Linked DNA regions of Oryctolagus cuniculus: region 2 is linked to region 1. The links are chromatin contacts, called in public Micro-C maps. All regions are on one chromosome and are shown on one strand. Each heading gives the region's core, a stretch centred on a gene start, on an enhancer-like site or on the middle of the called end of the contact. The rest is flanking DNA. Distances are from core to core; before and after follow the strand shown.

Region 1 (6,748 bases), core at 2,376-4,875:
AGTGCTCTCTCAGACTTTCTCTGCTGCACACCCGACAGGTAAGCAAGCTGCTGCTTATATATTTACTAACCTGGTCCCACGTGTTACCCATGGGGTAACTGGCTTGTGTATCTGACACAGACCAACCTTACATAGGGGTCTTTTGGGGGGCAGCCGGCCCCTATGGTTTACTCCTTACCTGATCCCAGGATGTAGCGGGAGCCCCCTCTCTGGCGGTCCCATTGAGTGATGTCACTTTTCAGGCCTGACCTGGTATTGAAACAGGAAGTGACTTCGAGCCAGGCAGGTGGCTCCAGGTGAGGGTGCCCGGGGAGGGGACACTGGACACAGGGACCTTGCCCTGCACAGGTGTGGCCCCCTGCCAGGGCACGTGAACCCCACATGCAGGTGCCATTGTTCACCTGGGGGGAGGGGCTAGTTGCACTTGGTGGTGCACTGGACACCCCCAAACCAGCCCCCAACTGAAGCTGAGTGAGGTACAGAGCCCTCTGGATGAGCTGCTGAGGCCAATGCCCTCCCCGCACCTGAGCAGCGGGAGCTCCGCCAGCGCCACCTGAAGCCGGGCCTCTCGGGTGCGGGCATGGGCACGGAAAATGTGTAGCACAATGGTGAATCGGTCGAACACCTGGATGCCCCAGGCAGCTTCTAGCTCTTTCTGGAAAAGGAGAGAGGCCACAGGTGATTCTGGGCCTCCCCAGGCCAGATCAACATGCAGCTTTAGCACCTGGCTCACCTTGGTGGGAGCAGCCATCCGTTCCAGGTTCAGGAACACGCAGGTGATGTCGGCAGCGCCCCTGATTGTCTCTAACAGAAACCGCAAGTGGTCAGAGCATGACACTGCTAGGGACTGCCCCGTGGATGCCCCTGTGGGACACACCCGTGCGAGCCGCAGTCTCTGAATCCCTGACTGCCTGCTGTGGGGTCCAGCAGAGTCTACCTTCAGGGGTGTGTGAGACACACGCACACATACCTGCACATGCAGTGTGAACACAACTCCTGCTGTCCCCTGCCCCGCCCCCTGCCTCCCTCAGACCCCAGCCCTGTCCCTGCCACACCCCCAGCTGTCATCCCTGCCCCCAAGCTCCACCCTCAGCCTCCAGCAAGGTTGGGGAGGTCTCCAGCAGCTGAGGCGAGCAGGGGTCTCTGCAGAATCCTGCCTCGTGGCGCACTGAGTGAGAACTTGGGGGGATGGCTGCCAGGGAGTCACAGCAGGTGCAGCTTCCACCCCCACCCCCAGAGCTGAGCGCCCTTGGCAGAAACCTCAACCCCAGGCCCGCAGCAGGTGCAGCCCCCTCCCCAGCGAAGGGACCCTGTGCTGCTCCCTTGACCCAGGGGGTCCCTGACCTCTTGTTCTTGGGGGCAGGGGCAGGAGCGGAGTGGGGAAGGAGGCAGACTCACCTGTAAGGCGCTCCAAGTTCCCTCTGCCAAAGATGAGCTTCCGCTCAGGGGTCTTGGTGGGCACAACCAGGGTCAGCACCACGGACCAGCCATCCAGCGAGCGCACCAGTGCCACCGCCTCTGCCACCTGCCACTCAGCTGTGGGGGAGCACACAGCCGCTGTGGATTCACCTCCCCAGGGAAGGCCTGGGCCCCGGCTGCGCCTGCCCCGGGGTGACCTGGCCGGTGTCCATCTGCGAAAGGGTCCTCTGAGAAGGCAGCAACTGCAGTGCTGAGGCACGGCTTGGATGTGATGGTAGTGACAGCAGGAAGGGGGGACAGGAGGGGGCTGGGGTCATAGCGGGAAAGGGAACAGGGAACAAAGCAGCCACCTGTGGGTGGTGGAAGGGGCCTGGACTTGGGGGGAGGGCAGGGGTGGCATCCTATCTGCCTTGGGGAGCACATGTCTTTGGGGTGGCCCCACAGGGGTCCCCAGTCTTTTGTATTCAGGTCAGACCCTGGGAGGGTCCTTAAACCTCAAGCCTAGCTGTAAATTCCTGGCCACCCTGCCCCTCCCTGCAGGAGGTCCTCGCCCATTGCCCCTCCCCACTGGGTCCATGCCCCAGCTTCCACTTCCGCCCCAGACCCCCAGAGCGACCCCCTCCCCTAGGTGTGCACAGAAGTCCACGTGGGACCCCGCACTTCCACCCCTACAGGTCTCTGCAGGTGGCCAACACTCAAAACCTAGTCCTGAGGTGGTCATGGCTTGTGGGAGATGGACAGCAGCCAGGAAGGGCTGGCAGAATGGAGAGGCAGGGCCACGTGCCTGGGAGTACCCAGGAGGCCACAACGAGAGACCCCACTGTAGACCGGAAATGTCCGGGCAGAGCTGAGAGTGGGTTCGCAGTGGCCAGGGCTGAGGAGCGGCGCTGCCTGCTGATGGACAAGAACAGGGTCTCCCTTGGGGGGGGGGGGGGGGGAGGTGAGCGAGAATGTTCTGGAACCAGAGGGGGAGATAGGAGTTGCAAGATTCAAGGTTTTAAAATGTTCAATCCTAAAGGAAGAGCCCCCAAAGCCTGGCCTTTTGAGGGTCCTGGGACCACTGCCCCAAACTCCGGTGCATATGATCCTACTCCACACCTGGCTGGGTCCCTGTGGGCACCTGGCGTGCCAGGTGGGCAGCTCCAGGCAGGTGCAGGAGTCTGGTAGAGGCTTGCAAGTTAGGACATCCCCTGCCCCGGGCAAAATCTTGCTGGGCTCAGGATTCTTGTTTCTGGACGTGCAAACGCCAGAACGGGGTGAGGGGCAGCAGGCGGGGGGGCTGCTTTGTTGGGGGGGAGGAGGGGGCAGGCAAGGGGGCACAGGAGTCCCGGGATCGGATGCGCGAGAGGGCAGCTGCGGGTCGGGGGTTGGCTTAGGAGCGAAGTGGGTGGGGGAGGGGAGGCGGGTGCCTAAGCCGATTCAGAGCCGGGGAGTGTCAAGGGTTTCACAGGACTTCAGGGTTCCGGAGGCACCCCCGATAAGGAAGACCCTGGCCAGTGAGGGAAAGCACCACTCAGCAGGCTCCGGCAGTTACCTAGCACTTCCCTCCCTTCCCGAGGGCGCCGGAGGACCCTGGGCACTGCCCGCGTCGCGGGACTCCCAAACATTTGTTCGGTGCAGCGGAGGCCCCGCCCACCAGCGGTTCCCGCCCCTGTAGCCACACCCCTACGACAGGCGTCTCTGCCCCAATAAGCACCTCCCGAGGCCACACTCCCGTGTCCCCGCCCCAATGAGCGCCTCCCCGAGGCCCCGCCCCTGGGGCCCCGCCCCAATGAGCGCCCGTCACCAGAGGCCCCGCCCCTCGCGGCGGCCCCGGTCACCTCTAGTCAGCTGCGGCTTCCCCGCTCCCCACTTGACATCAGGGTGCACTAAGCACACGCGCTGGGTCCCTGAAGGCAACAGAGGGTCTCTCCTCAGCAGCTCTTCCTCCTCTTCCTCCGCACCTTCGGGATCCCCCTCGTCCTCTCCTGCGGGGCTTTTCGGGGCCTCTGTCCTCGGGCCCCATCTCTCGCTTCCTGGCCCCCCTGGACCCCATGGCCGGAAGGCGGCGAGCGCGCGTGAGTGGCGGGGCTGTGGCGGCGCGGCCCTAGGAGTAGGGAGGCCGCGGCACGCGCGGGACCGCGGGAGCAGCGGGCGGACGGCGGCCCGCAGGGCCCACATGCAGCGAGAGCGTGCTCGGCAAGGGGGGGCGGGGCCGCAGGCGACCACGTGCGTGACTGGGAGGGGCGGGGAGGCAGGCGGTGGCCCGCCTGACGTAAGGGGAGGAGCCCTCACGCCGCGAGCACGCGCAAAGCGAGGGGGCGGGACCTCAGGGCATTGTCACTCACTGCCTGGAGGGAGGCGGGGCCTCAGGCCGTGCTTCCCAGGAGGGGCGGAACCGAAGACCGCGCCTGCGCGTAACGAGGTGGGGGGGCGGGCCCTTTCTTACACGGGCTGTTCATTGGTCGGCCCGAGCCACGTGATTCTGACTGGCCGTCGCGAGCCGTGGGGACTGATTCCTTGGGTGGAGCTGGTCGCTGATGTGTGCCGTTTGCGGCCAGATCGCTGACCCTGGCCCGCGTCCCACCAGAGGTCCGGGGCTCCACAGCTTGATCCGAGCCCGGGTCAGAAGTGTCTGTGTGGCAAGGACGCGGTGCTCCCGCCCCCTCAGCTGACAGGACGCTGCGTGAGGGTCTCCGGGCAGGGTCTAAGGGGCGGGGTCGGAAGCGGGAGTGTCTTGGCCAGGGGCCTGCTTGGGGAAGCCGGAGGGTGCATTTGGTCCTGAACCCTGCCCTGAGCCCCCGGTCTTGCCCCCTCAGAGCGTGAGGCCCGGAAGGGGTCAGCCTTGGCCTGGAGGTCGGGGCTCCCGGCCCATCCTTACCAGCAACTGCTCCTGTCCCCCTCCCTACCCCCCTTCCCTGTCTCTGCTGGGGGAGACCGAGCTGGAAGCGAACCTCAGGTCGGAGGGGGTGAGGGCCGGGGTCGCCTCCGTCCCTGGCCTTGCCCCGAGTGCGTCAGTTCGTAGGGGGGAGTTCTGTGCTCCCAGATGCCAGGGGGACCTCCGTGTATCCACCCCCGCGTGGGCATCCCCTCCCCGGGGTGCATCTCTCCCCTCGACGCCCCTGCGCACATCTTCCCCTACCCCGTGTCTCCCCCCAGCCACCTTGGCGAGCAAGCTCGTGCTGGCCCAGCTGCAGCACCTGGAGAGGCAGTGGGGCCAGAGGCGGCCTCCTGCCCAGGCTGCGTGGTTTGGGGACGGACTAGTCCCGTTCCTGGCGCTGTGTCTGCGCGGCCCCGTCCTTCCCTGCCCCGCCCGGCCAGATCCCTGAACGCTGATGCATTTTAGCATCCCGGAGGGTCTTTTTTTTTTTTTTTTTTTTTTTTATTTTTTTGACAGGCAGAGTGGACAGTGAGAGAGAGAGAGACAGAGAGAAAGGTCTTCCTTTGCCGTTGGTTCACCCTCCAATGGCCGCCGCGGCCGGCGCGCTGCTGCCGGCGCACCGCGCTGATCCGATGGCAGGAGCCAGGAGCCAGGTGCTTTTCCTGGTCTCCCATGGGGTGCAGGGCCCAAGCACCTGGGCCATCCTCCACTGCACTCCCTGGCCACAGCAGAGGGCTGGCCTGGAAGAGGGGCAACCGGGACAGATTCCGGCGCCCCGACCGGGACTAGAACCCGGTGTGCCGGCGCCGCTAGGCGGAGGATTAGCCTAGTGAGCCGCGGCGCCGGCCCCGGAGGGTCTTGAATAGATCTTCGTGAAGAGTGGGACTAGGAAAGGGAGGCCGAGGGAGCGTGAGAAGTGTCACTGTGTTCTTGCATCTGGGTATTGAAATACATGACATCTGTATGCCTTAAATAAAATTTAAAAACAAAATAAATAGAAAAAAATAATAAGCGTGTTTGATTTACTCAATGTTAGGGTACTAGCATTTTTTTTAAAGATCCATCATTGACTTCATAATTAAGACTGAAAAAAAAAAAAACCGTAGCTAAAAGGTGTTCACGCAAAATCCGATTTGCCTTTCCATCCTCGTGAACCTGGCAAAGCTTTACCTGTCCCAGGCACTCTGTGGTCCACAGCCCTGATGGGAGCAGGCAGGTTGTGAGTGGCTGTTTTATTTTATTTTATTTTATTTTTATTTGACAGAGTTATAGACAGAGAGGGAGACAGAGAGAAAGGTCTTCCTTCCGTTGGTTCACTCCCCAAATGGCCGCTACGGCCGGAGCTACGCCAATCCGAAGACAGGAGCCAGGTGCTTCCTCCTGGTCTCCCATGTGGGTGCAGGGATCCAAGCACTTGGGCCATCCTCTACGGCCCTCCCAGGCCACAGCAGAGAGCTGGACTGGAAGAGGAGCAACCGGGACTAGAACCCGGTGCCCAGATGGGATGCTGGTGCCGCAGGCAGAGGATTAACCTAGCGAGCCACGGCGCCAGCCTGTGGCTGTTTTCATTTTAAAACTATTTTATTGGAGAGGTACAGAGACCAAGATGTTCCATCCACGGATTGGCTCTGCAAACCTGCAGCAGGCACCACTGGCCCAGGCTGAAGCCAGGAGCTCCATCCACGTCTCCCACAGTGCAGCAGGTGTACAAGGACCTGAGCCGTCCCCTGCCGCCTCCCAGGTATGCATGGGCAGGGAGCTTGTTTGCTGAGAGTTTGATTCTCTTGTGTTTTAGGACAAGATCTGCCCCTGCATTGGTGAGACACAGAGATGGAGGCTGTGAGCTGCAGTCAGGGTGATTGGCATCTGCCAATGGGATGCTGGAAAACTGCTGGAACCTGGCCTCACTAGGTACCAAGAGCACATTTTCTCGTGCAGCTGTTTGGAAAGCAAGGTTAGCAACCTGACTTTGTTCTACACGTACGTGGGCTGAGGCGGAAAGCACTGATGTGGCAGACAGCCGTGCTGACTGGTGGCAAACAGTTTCCAGGCTGCTGACTTCACCATGAAAATAAACAGCTGGATGTCACTGGCCTTGCCCTTTTCTTGTGACTGGCAGCTTATTAGTGTTAGAAGCTGGATGTAGACCCCAGGGGCTGCTCTGGGGCGTGGGAGGTTTGTGAGCTTTTGAGGATTTTATTGCTGCCAACACCCTTTACCCAGACTGCCAGCAACACACATGTGGTCAGGCCAGCTGAACTTTGACATGGTTGCCAGCATCACAAGCCATGGCTTAACCTGCTGTGCCATAATGCCGGCTCCTCCTGCTGTCTCCTAGTTTTCCAGCTCTGTGTATTATGTTTAGGGCTGTGGCTCATTTTAATTTCTGTGAAGGGTGTAGACTCATTTTCTTACTAATGGAGGCCCAATTGGTCCAGCACCATTTGTGGAAAAGACTGTCTTTTTTTT
Region 2 (6,748 bases), core at 2,848-5,347, 180 kb after region 1:
CTTTATCTGTGAATGTAATACAATCTGAAGCCTGGAGCCAGGAGCTGCTTCTAGGTCTCCCAAATAGGTGCAGGGACCTAAGGAGTTGGGCCATCTTCTACTGTATCCCAGGCCATTAGCAGAGAGCTGGATCGGAAGTGGTGCAGCTGGGACTCAAACTGACATCCATATGGGATGCTGGCACTGCAGGTGGAAGCTTTACCTGCTATGCCACCGCGCTGGCCCCTGTGATACATTCTTCTAAAGAACATGCTACAGGACAAGGACTGAGCTAGCACAATATATCTATCAACAGATGTAAAGTTAAGTGGGAAAAAAGCAAGCTACAGGCAACAGAGAGTATAAATCACATATGTAAGTTCTAAAAAGCACACACAGATACTATCATATTGTTCAAAGATTTCTGCATAATGTACCGAGGTATAAAAAATGGGGCAGAAGCACACTCATCAAATTCATAATTCACAGTAGCTTTTACCTCTAGAGAAACAGAAGAGGTAAAGGATGTTGCTGGAGAAAAAAACTTTACTTGTGGTGTTGTTATTTTACACGTGTGTGTGTGTGTGCACTGAAGTAAACATGGCAAAATGTTAGTGAGTCTAACTATAAAATGTACTTGATGTTTCCAATACTATTCTATAAATGTTCTAATTATTTTAATGCCTCAATGTCCATGGGATTAAAACATTTTATGATTCATGACAATAGATTAATAAACCAACTGTAAATAACATTCCTATCCATAAAAACCCATTGAAAGGAGATCTTCAGGGCTGGTGCTGCGGCTCACTAGGCTAATCCTCCGCCTTGCGGCACTGGCACACTGGGTTCTAGTCCCGGTTGGGGCGCCGGATTCTGTCCTGGTTGCCCCTCTTCCAGGCCAGCTCTCTGCTGTGGCCAGGGAGTGCAGTGGAGGATGGCCCAGGTGCTTGGGCCCTGCACCCGCATGGGAGACCAGGAGAGCACCTGGCTCCTGGCTTCGGATCAGCGCGGTGCACCGGCCGCAGCGCGCCGGCCGTGGCAGCCATTGGAGGTTGAACCAACGGCAAAAGGAAGACCTTTCTCTCTGTCTCTCTCTCTTTCACTGTCCACTCTGCCTGTCAAAAAAAAATTTTTTTTAATCAAAAATAAAAAAAAAAGAAAGGAGATCTTCAGAATGAAAGGGGGAAAAAGCATTAAAACTGAAATCACAGATACTAAAAAATTTTTTTTTTTTTTTGACAGGCAGAGTGGACAGTGAGAGAGAGAGACAGAGAGAGAAAGGTCTTCCTTTGCCGTTGGTTCACCCTCCAATGGCCGCCGCTGCAGCCGGTGCACCGCGCTGATCCGATGGCAGGAGCCAGGAGCCAGGTGCTTTTCCTGGTCTCCCATGGGGTGCAGGGCTCAAGCACCTGGGCCATCCTCCACTGCACTCCCTGGCCATAGCAGAGAGCTGGCCTGGAAGAGGGGCAACCGGGACAGAATCCGGCGCCCCAACCAGGACTAGAACCCGGTGTGCCGGCGCCGCAAGGTGGAGGATTAGCCTATTGAGCCACGGCGCCGGCTCAAAATGTTTGATTTTTTAAAACATCTATTAGAATATTAGTTTATTTTACATAACCAACATTCCTTAAAATTTAACGTGTTTTTTTTTTCTTTTTTTTACTGCTAGCTTGAATGAAATTATGTGTGTAGCCCAGGCAGAAAACAGTGTGCATACATGTATCTCTTCTAATTGGCTGGTATTATACTTGGGTGTCATCAAATAGCTAGGAAAGCATGCTAGTTTCACTAGTTCAGGCACCAAAACTGAGTCCTAGGTGACTGATATTTTTGTGTGCAGTTTCTTTTTTTGTTTTTTACTAAGTGCTTAATTTTATTTATTTAAAAGGTAGAGAGAGACAGAGAGAGAGAGCGAGAGCAAGCTCATGTGCTGGTTCATTCTCCAAATGCCCACAACAGCAGGGCTTTGGACCAGGCAAAGACAGGAGCCAGGAATTCAATCTGGGTCTCCCATGAGGGTGGCAGATATCCCGCTATTTGAGCCATCACCTGCTGCCTCCCAGGGTGCACCACAGCAGAAAGCTGGCATCAGGAGCCAAGCCAGCACCTGAAGCCAGGCACTCCCACGCTGGATGCAGGTGTGCAGAGGACCCCGTGTTCTGACCACCGGAAGTACTCCCTAGACATGTTTCCAGCACCAGCACGGGAACGCCATCTGCAACCCTGTACCTCAACGCTCTTTCAACGGAAGCAGCCCGCTGTGGGGGCCACCTTCAAGGACACAAGTGACGCTCCTGGCTTGTGAGCTGACACTTGTTTCTGTCACATTCACGCTCGTTGGGCACGAGTTCTTACACTGCAGACAAAATTACCTGAGACTCACTCCCGGGGCAGTCACCTGACGTGGCCATAGTTCCCTCGGGCTCTGCCTCATACCTGCTGCCTTTATTATTTCATTTTCTCCTCCTCGTTTCTACTGAGAGAGAGAGGGAGGGGGAGAGGGGGAGAGGGCTGTTACACCGCTTGACAATCAAATCCATTTAACTTCTGAGGCACACTAGAAAGGTCCCCGACCCAAGTGAAACCAACCTACGCGTGCGCCGCGGTGTGGAGATGAAACTCACCCTCAGTTCTACAAGGCCCATCGAAAGCACCACAAGCGGCACAGGCACACGCGCGTCCCGGGCTGGCCCGGGCGCTCCTGGGGTCGCCCTGGGACGGAGCCCCCCGCCTCTCCTCAGCTCCCCCGCGCCTGCCAGCGCCACACTCCTATAGAACGCACGCCTCGCCTACAAACAGGCCTGACCCTACTCTCGTGATTCCTGGAACCGTAACTACTAACTCCGCTGGAAACCTGGGCCCACCTACGACGGCGCGAGGGTGCGGCCCGGATCTGACGCCGGGGCCGAGGCAGCTCTGGGAGAGACCTGACGGGAGGGAGGGAGGGAGCCCCGGGAGCGGCGCGGCCGGCCCGGGCCGAGGGGGCGTGGCGCCGCGAGGGGCGTGCCTGCGGGGAGGGGCGTGCGCCGGGAGGGGCGTGCGCCGGGAGGGGCGTGCCTGCGGGGAGGGGCGTGGCTAGGGCGGAGCTCTGGGAGAGACCTGACGGGAGGGAGGGAGGGAGCCCCGGGAGCGGCGCGGCTGGCCCGGGCCGAGGGGGCGTGGCGCCGCGAGGGGCGTGCCTGAGGGAGGGGCGTGGCTAGGGCGGAGCTCTGGGAGAGACCTGATGGGAGGGAGGGAGGGAGCCCCGGGAGCGGCGCGGCCGGCCCGGGCCGAGGGGGCGTGGCGCCGCGAGGGGCGTGCCTGAGGGAGGGGCGTGCCTGAGGGAGGGGCGTGGCTAGGGCGGAGCTCTGGGAGAGACCTGACGGGAGGGAGGGAGGGAGACCCGGGAGCGGCGCGGCCGGCCCGGGCCGAGGGGGCGTGCGCCGGGAGGGGCGTGCCTGCGGGAGGGGCGTGCGCCATGAGGGGCGTGCCTGCGGGGAGGGGCGTGCGCCGGGAGGGGCGTGCCTGCGGGGAGGGACGTGGCTAGGGCGGAGCTCTGGAAGAGACCTGACGGGAGGGAGGGAGGGAGACCCGGGAGCGGCGCGGCTGGCCCGGGCCGAGGGGGCGTGGCGCCGCGAGGGGCGTAGCTCGGCCAGGGTGGGGCCCCGAAGAGGGGCGGGGCCGCTGGTAGGCGTGGCGCAGGAGAGGGGCGGGGCCCCGGAGAGGGGCGGGGCCTCCGGTGGGCGTGGTGCCGCGTAGGGAAAAGGCGGGGCGTCGGAGAGGGGCGGGGCAACGGGGTGGGGCAGGCGCGGAGCTCGCGGACAGCCGCTACAGCGCAGAGCCGAGGAACCGGGAGGGCGCTCGGGGGTCCCAGGAGGAGACGGAGGCTTCAGTCGGCCAGCGACGCACACGGGGGGCGAGGACCCCCTCACCCTACAAGTCCTGCCTCAAGTGCAGCCCAGCCTCCTACGCTGGGTCCACCAGGACACCTACCTCAGTCGCTTCTCCCCGCCGAGTTGCACATCCACGCCACCAGCACGTAGGGGCTGACGGTTCCCCACCGGGAGCCAGAGCCACCGCCCTCGGCCTGCGCAGGCGCAGTGCGCACGAGCCGCGCCCAGGGGAGGCCCCGCCCCGAGGCGGGGCCATCCTACCGCGCAGGCGCACTCCACAGGCTACGCCTTCTGCGGGGTAGAGCCGAGTTGCGTCGTCAGCCCGTGTGAGGAACCGGCTCCCGTGCCCACAGCCGGCCGGGGCGGGAGTCGGACGCCGGGAACGGGCGCGGGTACGTAGACGGGGGCGGAGGGCTGGGGGTCGGACGCGGTGCGCGGCAGCTGTGGGCAGCGTGTTGCTGGCCCAAGACCCCGATTGGGGTTTTCTTGTGGTAATTCAGGGACCTTCCGTTGTCCGTGTGGACCGGGTCTGGACGCCGGGAGCGCCGCGGTCAAGTAGGGTTTCCCCCGCCAGAAGCCCGGGGTTACCGGAAGGCGGACTGCCGTCCCTGCCCCAGCTGGGAGAGCGGCCCCAGAGCTGTGTGGTCGCACAGGGTGAGACGAATGTATAAAAAACATTCAACTTGAAGGTCTGATTGGGTTTTGTGTGCAATTCTAGATTCAGTCAACACCCTGTTCTAAATGAGCGTTCTAGTGAGCTGAGCAGATGTTAGTTTAATAGACAGAGGGCTGAGGAGAGCAGAAACAGACAAAAGAGGAATTTCCAAGTTACTTTCCTGCCACATCTGGCCTGTCTGGGAATGTGGCCTCTCCCTCCCTGCCTCTGTGCTCTCAGAAGTCAGATAAACATTCTGCTTTCAGCTTGGTGACTTGGACTTGGGGCATCAGTGAGTCCATAATGGTTTGGTCTTTTGGGTCTAGTGCAGGGCAGCCTCCCATAATCTACACAACAACCTAAAATACCAGCCCCTCCCAGCGCACCTGCTGAGGCAGACGCACACCTAATGGTCTGCATCAGCAGCACACAGGCACGGCCCTGGCAGGGGGTCCACAGGGGCTTCTGATGCTTGTGGGCTGGCATGATGGATTGGAAATGAGAAGAGCAAACAGGCAGGTCTTGACCTGCGTGGTAGAGTGAAATCGCACCAGCCTTCTCCCTCAGGAGGCTCGTGCTAAGCCAAAACCTGTCAGTCAGGGCGAGAAAAGCAGTTCTCAATGAGAAGTCCAGGAGTGAAGTCCAGGCTTGGGGTGGGCATTGTGCCCCAGCCAGTTACGCCACCTCCTGCAATGCAGACATCGCATATGAGTGCAGTGCTCTTTTGAGTGCTAGCTGCTCAACCTGCGATCCAGTTCCCTGCTAATGCACTAGAAAAGCAGCAAAAGCTGGCCCAAGTGATTGGGCTCCTGCCAACCACGTGAGACACCCAGATGGAATTCTGGGCTACTGGCTTTGGCCTGGCCCTGCCCTGGCTGCAGTGGCCATTTGCAGAGTGAACCAGCAGATGGAAATCCATGTATTTCTCTCTCTCTCCCCACCCCTCTCTTTCCCGACCCCTCCCCTTTCCTTTCTACCCTCCCTCTCTCTAAAATTGCCTTTCAAATACATTAATAAATCTTTTTTTAAAAGACAACAAAAAAGTCCAGGTCTTGTTGGAACTGTGTGTTGTCACCACCCAGCCCAATCCCTTGCTGTCCTGAGGTGTTCAGGCCCCACACAGCTTAAAAGAAGATAAGGTTCCCTCACTGATAGATGATACCATATGGAATTTGTTTGGTTCTTTTAGGCATATTTCCAACATACAGTAAAATTGCTAGGCATGTGAAGAAACAGGAAAATGTGAACTATAATTATGAGGAAAAAGCTTTGAATAGAAATGTCACATAGATCATCAAGATGAGTTAGCAGACATGTACTTTAAAATGCTGAAAATTACTATGTTGAAGGTTTTCAAGGAAATGATGAAGAAAATGGACATGAAAAGGAAAATTCACTTATAGTATGGGATATGTTTTTTAGAAAATTAAATAGACAACCTACAGCTGAAAGCATAGCACTGCCTGAACTAGCACAGCAGACAGGAGCTGATAACAGAACACAAAAACAAATCTAAAGAATTTATCCAGACTGTGGCAGAGAGGAAAATGAGAAAACAGCAGCACATAAGAGATTCTGCCATGTTAATAGACACCCAAAAAGAGGTAAGAGTGAAACAAATCCAATACTTAAAAAGGAAATGTTGGGGCCGGCGCCGCAGCTCACTAGGCTAATCCTCCGCCTAGCGGCGCCGGCACACCGGGTTCTAGTCCCGGTCGGGGCGCCGGATTCTGTCCCGGTTGCCCCTCTTCCAGGCCAGCTCTCTGCTGTGGCCAGGGAGTGCAGTGGAGGATGGCCCAGGTGCTTGGGCCCTGCACCCCATGGGAGACCAGGAGAAGCACCTGGATCCTGGCTCCTGCCATCGGATCAGCGCGGTGCGCCGGCCGCAGCGCGCCGGCCGCGGCGGCCATTGGAGGGTGAACCAACGGCAAAAGGAAGACCTTTCTCTCTGTCTCTCTCTCTATATCCACTCTGCCTGTCAAAAAAAAAAAAAAGGAAATGTTGAAGACCTGCTCAGCAGCTTTTCCAGGGTGAAGAGGGGACAAGGCACAATGAATAAAGAACAACCAAGACAAGAGATTATGGAAAAACCAGAAGGAAGGCGGGAGGGACAATGGGACCCTCTTCCTGAGCAGAGAAGGAACACCTCTGCATCTCCCTGCATCTTTTATTCCCTCCAGATAGCATTCAGCCTTGCTGTGTCAGCAAGTGTGTACTCGCATCTGCAGTTTTGCCTATG

Evidence for each region. A called contact is a pair of places that touch in the nucleus more often than the background predicts.
Region 2: a contact with region 1 is called in a Micro-C map of ear pinna, with 9 times the contacts expected there. The contact joins the promoter of PRMT2 here to the promoter of GTPBP6 in region 1. A contact is called at or near these places in 2 of 6 Hi-C or Micro-C datasets (ear pinna and an unstated tissue).

Annotation. Positions count from the first base shown.
Region 1 is chr4:24,878-31,625 of mOryCun1.1, forward strand. It overlaps GTPBP6 (GTP binding protein 6 (putative)), which reads right to left and starts at 3,626. Exons shown (of 10, transcript XM_002716856.5): 1 at 3,240-3,626; 2 at 1,399-1,536; 3 at 734-804; 4 at 525-655; 5 at 179-249. The coding sequence starts at 3,579. It overlaps LOC138849216 (a long non-coding RNA gene), which reads left to right and starts at 3,339. Exons shown (of 5, transcript XR_011387652.1): 1 at 3,339-3,476; 2 at 6,075-6,233.
Region 2 is chr4:201,567-208,314 of mOryCun1.1, forward strand. PRMT2 (protein arginine methyltransferase 2) reads right to left here and starts at 4,098. Exons shown (of 11, transcript XM_070071717.1): 1 at 3,955-4,098; 2 at 2,355-2,455. The coding sequence starts at 2,393. LOC108178025 (a long non-coding RNA gene) reads left to right here and starts at 4,075. Exons shown (of 2, transcript XR_001794746.3): 1 at 4,075-4,246.